Regions from separate parts of the Zea mays genome. Here region 1 is linked to region 2. Evidence: chromatin contacts called from public Hi-C data. All regions are on one chromosome and are shown on one strand. Each heading gives the region's core, a stretch centred on a gene start, on an enhancer-like site or on the middle of the called end of the contact. The rest is flanking DNA. Distances are from core to core; before and after follow the strand shown.

Region 1 (5,562 bases), core at 347-2,846, 170 kb before region 2:
AAATGTTTGACCGTCGAAAATATTCTCACTAGTATAGATGGGAGAGATAGCTATCTTGGACAACCTTTATCCTTATTTGTAGGGATATTATGCATTCCAAGATGATCCCAATAGATAAACTTAGAGGCAAAGTAGTCCAGATTGAAATCCTAAAATCGGACGACCACAATCACTTCATGAAGTAGCTTTGCCTTGACATAGGCTCTTTGATGATGACATGTGCCACCCCAATATACTCCCTTGGGTTTTGAAGCCTAAACCCCCACAAACTTACCCCACTTGTAGTTCTGAGGTCAAAACCACCAAACCCAGCTAGAGTCTCATATATGTTATGCTTCGTCCATGATCTTGAGTGTGTCACTCCTTATCCTTGACTTCTCGATCACCAAGCCCTCTTGCATCCACTTGACTTGACAACTAAAAGCATCTAGGCCCTCAGTGGTTTTTATAATTAATAACAATACAAGATTGTTGTGACTAATGTGTGTTTTGTAGACGCAATTTAAGTTCTACCGCCTACCGGTTACAAATATGTTCAAAACTGCAATCTGCTCAACAGGAATTTCCAGCTCCTATTTGAACAATAAAGTGTGGCAAAACGTGGACAACTAATCTAAAGAGTAGAATAATAACCATAAGTACTGATGATCAAATCAGAATCATATCATTCGATACAAATGAAGCTCATGCATACTCTCCAAACACGAGAGGTCATCAAATTAGATTGGGAAAGGATCCCCTTCCTGTATTATAAACTAGTTGTGGCTCTAAATTGCTGACAAAGACAAACGTGGTGACAGTACATCCAAGTTAACCACATTGCAGAACTGAGTGCTTCTCTACTTGACCACATCTATTTCAGACTTACAGGAGGATGAAAACCAGATCTGTACAACCCAGCAACCACAACCTACTTGGAGATCTTCCACAACAAAGTACGTCTCGGCCGTTATTCGAACTAATTTTGCTAGGAACATAGACAGAATCGAACCGTGGGGTTAAGATCGTTGATCTTCTCGATCGCTTCCTGAACATTACCCGACTGTACTGCTCTCTTAACCTCCATTCGATCCGCGATGATCGCTAGGTCAATCTCCGCTGCAAAAATAAAATAAAAAATTCAAACGAATTTCCCAGAAGTTCAACAGCGGAAGAGTGAAGCGTGTAATACGCTGGGTGCCGGACTCGATGCGGAACTTGTCGGCGGCGTCGACGAAGCCCTCAGTGACGAGGAAGTTCATGACGAGGCGGTTCATGTCCTCCTTGCGTATCTTGACGTCGCGAAGCTTCCGCTCCCACTCGTCACGGGTCGCAACCTTCTTCGAGGACGCCATGGAGGCCGGCGAGTCGATGGGGTCCAGGTCGCGGAATGCGTTGCGGGAGAAGAACATCAGATGCGACGGCAAGAGAGATGGGGCGCGGAGCCGCGGACTAGGACAGCGGACAGCACGGCGGCGAGGTGACGAGCTAGGGTTTCGACGCGGGAAGGGGACAGCGGACAGCCCGAGGATAGATTGAGGCCTTGAGGGCATGGAGGGAAACCGAGGACGAGTCGACGTCGGGAGACCCCGAGAGTCCGGAGGACACGGCTGTGTGCCTGTGTTTGGAAGTAAGGCCCTGTTTGGGAACAAAGTTTTTGAAAACTATAGTTTTTGAAATACTATACTATATTTTAGTTATAACAATATCGTAGTTTATAATACCGCAGTTTTGAAAACTGAGGTCCAGAGCTAAGTTTAGAATGCCTTAAAACAACTATAGTATTTGCAATACTTCAGTTTTGAAAACAGATATTTTACCTAGCTTGCCAAACACCATTATGTATATAATACTGTAGTATTTGAGAATACTGCAGTATTCTTCCAAACCTGCAGAAAAACTTTGTTCCCAAACACCCCCTAAGGCTTATTAAAACGGTTAGGCTGTCTCCAGCAACGTCCCCTAAATTTCATCCCATAAAGAAATATTCTCTGTCCTTTACAGCACACTCTAAAAGATTCTATCCTCTATATCTTCTGAGCCTCCAGCAACGTCCTCTAAATTTCATCCTCTATATCACATCTTCTACATTTCCACGATTATATTAATATTAATATAAGGTATTACAGCTGTGATGTTTAACAAAATATTGGGTTGTTTACATATTGCAAATCGATTTTTAATTATACATTAATGAATATTTTTAATAACTATAAATACCAAACAAATTCATAAATCATTCTCTTCTCCATGCCATATAGAAGATCTCATTTTGTTTCTTCCTTTGTTTTGCTTTTTCAAGTACTGGCCGACGAATGGTTTGCTCCTTTTCTAGTCGTACAACGGTAGTTTGCTGGTGGCTGCTGCTGGCAGCCGACGCCATGCTGGTGGTCGTCTGCTGCTGTCCACTAGTGGTCGTCCGCTGCTAGCATTCGCGTCAATGATAGCGGACCAAAAAAGTTCGCTACACTTAGCGGGTGCTGAGAACCTCCGCTATTATAGAGGACCATATAGCGTTCGTTGTTGGAGCGATAAAGTTGGTGGAGAAATGCTAAATATAGAGTTCAGAACGCTTTAGCGTTTCTTGTTGGAGACAGTCTTAAGAAACCAGTTTGGTGGCCCATCTAGCTATAACCCTAACTTTACACTATCTATTGAGGAGCACACCACTATATATTGTATCAAGTGAACAGAATATATGAATGAGAATATCAGTTCCTCTTATATCTTTGTGTCTCCTATGTTTATGCGTTAAGCAGTCTTTGGACTATATTCGGTAGCAAAGGGTCATTAACACGTTATCAGCACGATAGCTCTTGCAATCTAGAGTTCACAAGACAGTACGAAGGTAAATTCATCGGTAGTAATAAGTTTTCACATTTCCTTTGAACATCTTTCTAACTTCCGCAGCAGTAAGAAGTTTTTAAAGGAACACAATAGAAAAAGAAGAAAACAAATCTGGCACGCAGCCATCATCGTGACTTCACGACGTACATGAGAACGTCGTCGCAGAGCCTTGACTCGCGCGCGCCGTGTGTAAGAAGCGCTGCCAAGAGCCAGCAGCCATGGTCGACATCTTCTTCTCTGTATACGATTGCCATGAAGGGGCTCCTCGGGGACGTCGTCGCTCCATCGGGCACGCGGGCTTTGCCGCGGCCACCTCGCGGGCACGCGAACACCGTAACCTTGCAACCCAGCCCGAAGGCGCGCACGTTAACGCCGCCTCGCTGCCATCAGAACGCGAGCAGCCCCGCGCGGGTAAGTGGCCCCGCAGCGCACGCGTCGCAGCCACGCCATCTGGCGAGCAGGCGCGCGGGTGTGCTGTCGTGGCCACCACGGGCACACGGGCGAGCAGCAGCCACCGCCCTGGCCTTTTCGTTTGAACAGAGAAGACGAAAGAGAGAAAAAAAAAAAGGAAGGAACGCCACTCTGCAGTAAAGGAAAAAAGAAGGAAGGAGAGAGAAATAGGTAATGACGGCAGCTGCCTAGAAAAAACCTAATGATGTTCCTTCTCGTGGGCTGAAATGGGCCTATCAGGCCTAAAATGTTTTATGAACTTTATCAAAAGCACACTATGAACCATAAAAAAAGTTTTCAACAGCACCTCTTGAATTATAGAAAAAGTTCAAGAATAACCATGCTGAAAATATAAGAAATATTTTCATGCAATATAAATAAGTTGGGATCAGAATTGTTCCCTATTTATGCATTTATATATTGTACTATTTACTTAGCATGTTATTATAATTATGATTTATGAATTCATATTTAAAGTGCCATAGGAAATTACAAGAAGTAATTTTCCTCATTTTATAGATGTATATAGTTTTTAGTAATGTTTTAAGAAAAATGGACGAAGGCCTAGAATACTTAATATTCTAAATTTACAAGAAGTAAATCTTGAAGCACATAATGAAAATACCTAGAAAGAATATCACATGAAGCATTCCACATTGCATCATGTCCATATGATATGAAGCACATTGTATGTAGTGCATATTAGCAAAAAGTGCATTACATACTATGGAAGTCCTACATGAAGTAATGGACTCAAATTTTATTTTCTCAAAAGAATATCGAGCATTTTCCCGAATGTATGGATAATAACATCCAAGATATCCGAAATAATAAGAAGTGTTTCAGAAATTATGAAAATTGCAAAGATACACACGTAAGCATTGATGATGTCATAAAAGGATCATGGAACTAAAGGTATTTTTATGGTATTATATATTACATTTATGCAATACATTTATGAAATAGTGCAATTATATTTTTCATGGCTATTGAATTTCACGTGAAGCAAAGACCACTTATAGGATTGTAAGTGCTTTGTGCATATATATATTTCAAATACAAAAATATGGGCAACTTTAAGTATTGTCTCCACATGACATATGAATACACCATTGTTGTTGACTGGTAGTCGCCGACAAGAAGTCGATTAAGGTGTGGCATATAATTGTTGCTGATTTAAAATCGCTGACTTTTACGTCGATCAATAAATATGCAAAGTTTCATGACGTGGACATATGGTCGATAATTCTATTGACCTAGTTGAAAATATTTGATAAGAAGTCTAACACTAGCATATAAACAACAATAACCATTCATACGAACCCTAGAAGGTCATCTTGTTGCTTGTGATGTGCATAACATCTTATCTAAGTTGCATCATTGCATGCATGTATCATATCCAATTTAGGTCGTCTAAATTGTCAAATGAAGTCACACCGACTTGGTTTGTACCAATGTAAGTTTATTGTCAAACATGCAAGAAGTAAATTATTGGCACTATGAATGGACTCTCATGAAGAGATACCCCCTTTCCCCTAGCTATATTAGAACCACATGAAGTGGATTGGAGAAGAAAATACTCCAAACGATAGTATTTAAATTAAAGTAAGTATTTGTTTCGAATGATTTTTTATGAATGATCAACATCTCTTTCACCTTTTTTAGAATTGTTGTTGTAAATATTGCATGAATTAGAAACCCACAGAAAGTAGACCCTTCTGGCAAAACGTTGCCAACTCTTGAAGAGAAGGTCACATTATTCTCTTTAATATATATGAATCTTTACTTATTATGTATTTTGAAGTACAATCAATATTTTTTCCCCTTGTATGAAACTCTGCATTTATTTGATTACTACGAAGCATGGGAGTATCATAAGAGCATATGGATCATCTCTTGAATACCGATATAAAACGTCGAATGAGATATCGACACAAAAGGAATTTTAAGAGCGTACACCCAAACAGACCATGAATGTTGCATATTATCTATCAAGCATATATTTTACATATATGCATAGAAATGAATATGATACTATATCATTATTTGAATAAGCATGATCATACAAAGCATCATACTTGCAATACTCTCTCAAGTTTGAGAGAAATCCATAAGAATTAGTTTCACAAAAAAACAATGAACATAGTATCTTCCCTATGAATTGTTAAGGAATATGGATGATTTTCCATGTGAAGTGTTAAAACGGGATGAATGTGAAAAATATTTATGAAATTTTCCCCTTTGAACCATGATTCAATTCTATTAGAATATGCACACTTGCATTGT
Region 2 (5,517 bases), core at 2,342-4,841:
AAAGCGAGTGACACGGTGATTCGTTTTACCGAGGTTCGGTTCTTGCAAACCTAGTCCCCGTTGAGGTGGTCACAAAGACCAGGTCTCTTTCAACCATTTCCCTCTTTCAAACGGTCACCTAGACCGAGTGAGCTTTCTCCTTAATCAAACAGGTCACTTAGACCCCTCACAAGGACCACCACAACTTGGTGTCTCTTGCTTTGATTACAAGTGTTTGAAGAACAAGAATGAGGAAGAAGAAAGCGATCCAAGAACAAGAGCTCGAAGAACACGAGCAAAAACTCTCTCTCTAGTCACTATTTGCTTGGAGTGGATTTGGGACTTGGAGAGGCTTTGATTCTATTGAATTGTGTTTTGTATTGATTGCACTAGCTCTTATAGTGAATGTGAAGTCTGAAAAACTTGGATGCTTGGAATGGTGGTGGTTGGGGGTATTTATAGCCGCAACCACCAAACCAGTCGTCGGGGAGTCTGTCTGTCGATGGGCGCACCGGGCAGTCCGGTGCGCCAGCCACGTCACCCAACCGTTAGGGTTCTAATGGTTTCGACCGTTGGAGCTCTGTCAGCTTGGGGCACCGGACAGTCCAGTGCCGCATCAGACAGACACTGTTCACTGTCCGGTGCACCTTCTGGCGCTGCTCTGACTCTGCGCGAACTGTTCGTGCACTGTAGCGCTTTTGCAGGTGTCCGTTGGAGTCGACCGTTGCGCTGGAGCCGTTGCTCTGCTGGCAGACCGGACAGTCCGGTGACCCACCGGACAGTCCGGTGAATTATAGCGGAGCGGCTGTCCAGAAACCCGAAGGTAAAGTGTTCAGCCTGTACGGTCTCTGGTGCACCGGACACTATCCGGTGGCACACCGGACAGTCCGGTGCGCCAGACCAGTGTTCTCTTCGGTTTCTTTTGCTCTTTTCTTTTGAACCCTAACTTAAATCTTTTTATTGGTTTGTGTTGAACCTTTGGCACCTGTAGAATATGTAGTCTAGAGCAAACTAGTTAGTCTAATTATTTGTATTGGTCATTTCAACCACCAAAATCATTTAGAAAAACATTTGACCATATTTCCCTTTCACCTATATAATCTTACATGAACACCAAAGTGTCACATGTCCTTCTCAATCTCAGATTTAATTAGTACTCCCTCTATTATAAATTAAATTTCGTTTTACCTTTTTATTAGATTCATACAATAATTAATATATATTATATATATAAGTTTATAATCATCTATATGAATATGAATATAGAAATTTAGAGCTAAACCGACTAATATTTTGAAATAGAGTGAATACTCTTGAACAATTCTTTTTTCTAGAAAAACTTTGTGCGTGCTTCAAAAAAGACCGAGACAATTCTCTCTCAAGAAAACGTTGCTTCATTACATATTACCAACTCAAAACAATTATGTAGGAAAAAAATCATGAATTTACATGTTGGATGAGCATCGATGAACAAACTACAAAGAGAACAGAACCAGCAGCTTCAGTTCACCACCCTGCAGTTTCTCCTGACCTCCCGGAGCCCCCCGGTCATTGGCGCGATGTTCCCCATCTTGACCATGGCCGTGGCGAAGCTTTGGAAGAACTCGACCTGGCTGTTGGCAAACCGCCCGACGATCGGCGCGGTGGACACCGCGCCCTCCTCCGGCGCGGAGAGCATGGCCTGGTCGGACCTGAGCAGGCCGCGGTTGCTGAGGATGTTGGCGTAGTAGCGGTTGTCGAACGTGTCCGGCGTGGCCGGGTCCAGGTTGTTCAGGCACGTGTTGTCGCTCACCGCCGCCGGACAGCTCTCCCGGAGCGCGGCGAGGTAGGACCTATCCAGCGTCGGGTCCGACCGTTCCGTGTCGCTGAAGTTGTAGAGCCTGTCCTGGAAGAACCTGCACTGGGCGCGGCCGATCGTGTGTGCCCCTGCATACGCAACGAGGCGCATCATTCTAAGTTCAGCACGCGCGCGCGCCGCCACAAGAAGATCGGCTAGCTGTTGGCGTGTCGTTTCCATGTGTGCTGGCTGAAGTGGAATACCTTGGAGGGCCACAAAATCGGTGTCGTCGAGGCCGAGGTCGGCGAACTTCTGCTTCAGATCGTTCAGCGGTTCCGTCGGGTTTGGAAGGTTCTGGGCACCGTCGAAGTTGGCCGCCATGCCGTCCGTCCGGCCCAGCATCACCCTCCAGTACGGACCTCCTGCCTGTTCAAACCATATCCGGTCAGAAAAGACGGTATTAGCAGCAATCCCTAACCGCAGTGTCGCAGTTGCTCTCCATCGACGGCAGCTTCATGTGCGTTGTCGCACACCGTCTGTACACGCATGTCGTGTCAGGGGACTGACCAGCTCAACGGAGACCTCGGCTGCCAGGGCGAGGACGTCGGCGCAGGAAACGACGCCTGGGCAGGCGTTCTCTAGGGCGGCCTTGATGTCGTCCACCACGGGGAACCCTCGCGCAGAGCCCTTGTTGGGGTTGGCTTCCTTCTCGCTGCGCATCGTCGGGGTCTCGTCGAGCAGCAGCGACGCGTCACAGCCCTGCATGAGCACGACACGGTCAATCGAGCGACGTTCAGAGCCAGATCCATTAGCACACGGCGACCAGACCAACTGAGGAATAAGTTAGCGTAGCCCCATGCATGGGCACATACATTGACGAAGCAGTCGTGGAAGTGGAGACGAAGGAGGCTGGCGAGGATGCGCGGATCGGAGGCGCGCGCCTCCTGGATCACGCGCCGCACCGTGTCGTAGACGTGCGGGCACGAGTCGTCGTAGTACGCCGGGCTGAGCTGCTGCGCCTCGGCGCCGCCGAGCGCCGCGAGCGCGAACGCCGCGCACAGGGCTACGGCCACTGCTGCCATCGCCGTCGGGAACGCCATTTGCGCAGAGATTGTCTTCCAAACCTCTGTCGATTGCGCAGCGAGGTTTATTGCTGGCTCTGCCTAGCTAGCTAGTAGTGGTGACCTGACCTCTGTCTCTGTGTGTCGTGGGTGGATCGGGGCATGGCGATGGTTCTACTTTATAGTAACGCAGTGCAAGCAAGCGAGGTTTTGACATGTTCCCGGCACGGACATTGATGCAGCCGTGCGCGGGGACTCACTCCGGGCAACGCGTGCTGGTTATTCATCAGAAAGGGTCTCTGTTTTGCAGAGGCGACGAGGAAACGGTCCTGTTCATCCTGCAGTGTGCGGTGGATTGTCGTTATAGACGATTAAATTGCACCCATTGCACAACTAATCGCATAAGATATTTCAAAAGTACGTATGAATATGCGTTGGCGATGTTGATACTTCCGTGCCCTTTTCACTCGCTTCAATGATCCGCGAAGACTTCAGGTGGAGGAGTAGGTTAATGCTAAAACCAAGACTTCGTCTCTGTTTAAGCTTCAAGAATTACCAGATGGCGCGCTCCAAGTGTCGTTAAGGATTTGGTTTCCCCCGCACAGTCGTGCTGCTGACGCTAGCGAGTTCTATGCATCCAACCGTATAAAATTATAGTAAAAAACTGTAGGAAATCATGGTCTTATTATCAGTACTTTTTATTACCGCGAGAGAGTGAAAATCAAATTTTCATTTGAGAGAGAGAGAGGATCAATAGAAATCTAAAATACAAATCAATGGCTGTCCCTGTCCACCATATCCAATGGGCCGAAGAGCACAAAGCAAAACGCACTGCCCGATTTTGAACGGCCCATATCACTCAACGAAACCCTAAAACCGCTGCCGCAACCACGTATAAAAACACCGCACGCCACGCCGCCGCCGTCCTATTCCTCGGAGAGGGAGAAGCCGCCGCCGCAGCAATCACAGCAGCCCGGAGAAAGCCCAGGTCCGACAAGATGCAGATCTTCGTGAAGACGCTGACAGGGAAGACCATCACCCTCGAGGTCGAGAGCAGCGACACCATCGACAATGTCAAGGCCAAGATCCAGGACAAGGAAGGTACGCGAGCGCGCCAGCCCATCTTTTGGTAGCAATAGTATTACTAGCATGTAGCGCAGGCGCTAAGAGGCTGTGTTTGTTCCATTCCATAGGGATCCCGCCGGACCAGCAGCGGCTGATCTTTGCCGGGAAGCAGCTGGAGGATGGCCGCACCCTTGCGGACTATAACATCCAAAAGGAGTCTACGCTTCACCTCGTGCTTAGGCTCCGCGGTGGCATCATTGAGCCCTCGCTGCAGGCGCTCGCTCGCAAGTACAACCAGGACAAGATGATCTGCCGCAAGTAAGTCACCACCTACGCCTTCACCTTTTTAACACTTCTGTCACCCCGAATGGAAAGTTTGCTAATATTATGGAACAATTGGATCTATACCATTAAAAGATCCAAACTTTAGATATATACCATGGACCCCACATGTCATTGACTCATGTGGACCCACATGTAAGTGAGATAGTAATGGTATGGATCCAAAGTGGTGATCTTTTAATGATATGGATCCAAATTTCCCTAATATTATTGTTCGAAAACGTCATCTCGAATTATAGCGACGAGGATTATTTGTGGTAACTTTGCATCGAATGTGGAATTGATAACCACACGTGCATTTACTTCTGCAGGAACTAATGTAGGAAAGATATTTTTTTCGAACTGAGAGGATTCCACATTTGAATTACGAAATTAACGTCAGAGACCAGCTAGCTATCCTTACCACCACAAGACGCCTGAATCCTAAGAATCACAAGAGAGAGTAGTAACGTAACAGAAGGTCTAAGAGTGTGTTTGGTTTGACTTTTGGCTTTGGCTTTTGCCCCCCTAAAAGCCAAAAGCTAACCAAAGGGCTGGATCCAGAAAGCAGCTTTTTCTAAAAGCCGGCTTTCTCGTAGTGCAAATCTGAAAGCACCCCTGGACCTGCTTTTAGTGGCTTTTCGGATGGAACTGTGAAAACATATATCGAAGAATTTTTAACGACTTTTAGTGGTTTCCACCAAACGGTTTTTAGCTTTTTAACAGCTCACAACCTACAGCAGCTTTTTTCACAGCTCACAGCCCACAACAACTTTTTTCACAGCCACAGCCCAACCAAACAGACCCTAAACCATCATAAGTCTTTCCAAAAACAGTACAACTGCTAGAACTTGCAAGACAACCACCAGATCGCAAAACAACTGAGGGCTTTTAAATGTGCATGTATCCACTTCGATCCATGTGGGTTGGATTGGTTTGGTGTGGGTTTTAAACTAACCACTACAACCCATGTGGATTGAGGTGAATATGTGTACCAAAACAAGGCCTAAAAGAACATCAATCAGCATCAGCCCAGAACTTTGTCAGTTCTTCTGATTATATCCATCCTTGTCCTGCGGCAACTGTTGTTCGCTTCTTGCTAAGGAGCCTCACCACAATATTTAGCATTTTATTGACGCCTTCAACCAGAGCCATCTTGTCACAACAAGTCGGGGTAGGCTAGAGTTGAAACCCAACAGATACCGAAACCCAACAGAAACCATCTGTCAAGGTTCAGCCACATGGATAACTGTTTTCCATATATTCTTATTCAAGACTAAGTGCAGCTAACTTGCCACACTTTGACTAACTTTT

The links. Hi-C and Micro-C count contacts between places; a contact is called where the count stands out from the background.
Region 1: a Hi-C map of leaf mesophyll shows a contact between it and region 2, with 2.2 times the contacts expected there. The contact joins the promoter of LOC103633279 here to the promoter of LOC103633261 in region 2. A contact is called at or near these places in 7 of 25 Hi-C or Micro-C datasets (bundle sheath, ear, endosperm and 3 more).

What each region holds. Positions count from the first base shown.
Region 1 is chr1:31,372,340-31,377,901 of Zm-B73-REFERENCE-NAM-5.0, reverse strand. LOC103633279 (protein GID8 homolog) reads right to left here and starts at 1,596. Exons shown (of 5, transcript XM_008654983.3): 1 at 1,172-1,596; 2 at 992-1,098. The coding sequence starts at 1,532.
Region 2 is chr1:31,203,667-31,209,183 of Zm-B73-REFERENCE-NAM-5.0, reverse strand. LOC103633261 (ubiquitin-60S ribosomal protein L40-1) reads left to right here and starts at 3,591. Exons shown (of 4, transcript XM_008654966.3): 1 at 3,591-3,918; 2 at 4,011-4,200. The coding sequence starts at 3,816. It overlaps LOC103633271 (peroxidase A2), which reads right to left and starts at 3,152. Exons shown (of 4, transcript XM_008654973.4): 1 at 2,629-3,152; 2 at 2,324-2,515; 3 at 2,020-2,182; 4 at 1,271-1,905. The coding sequence starts at 2,856. The coding sequence ends at 1,481.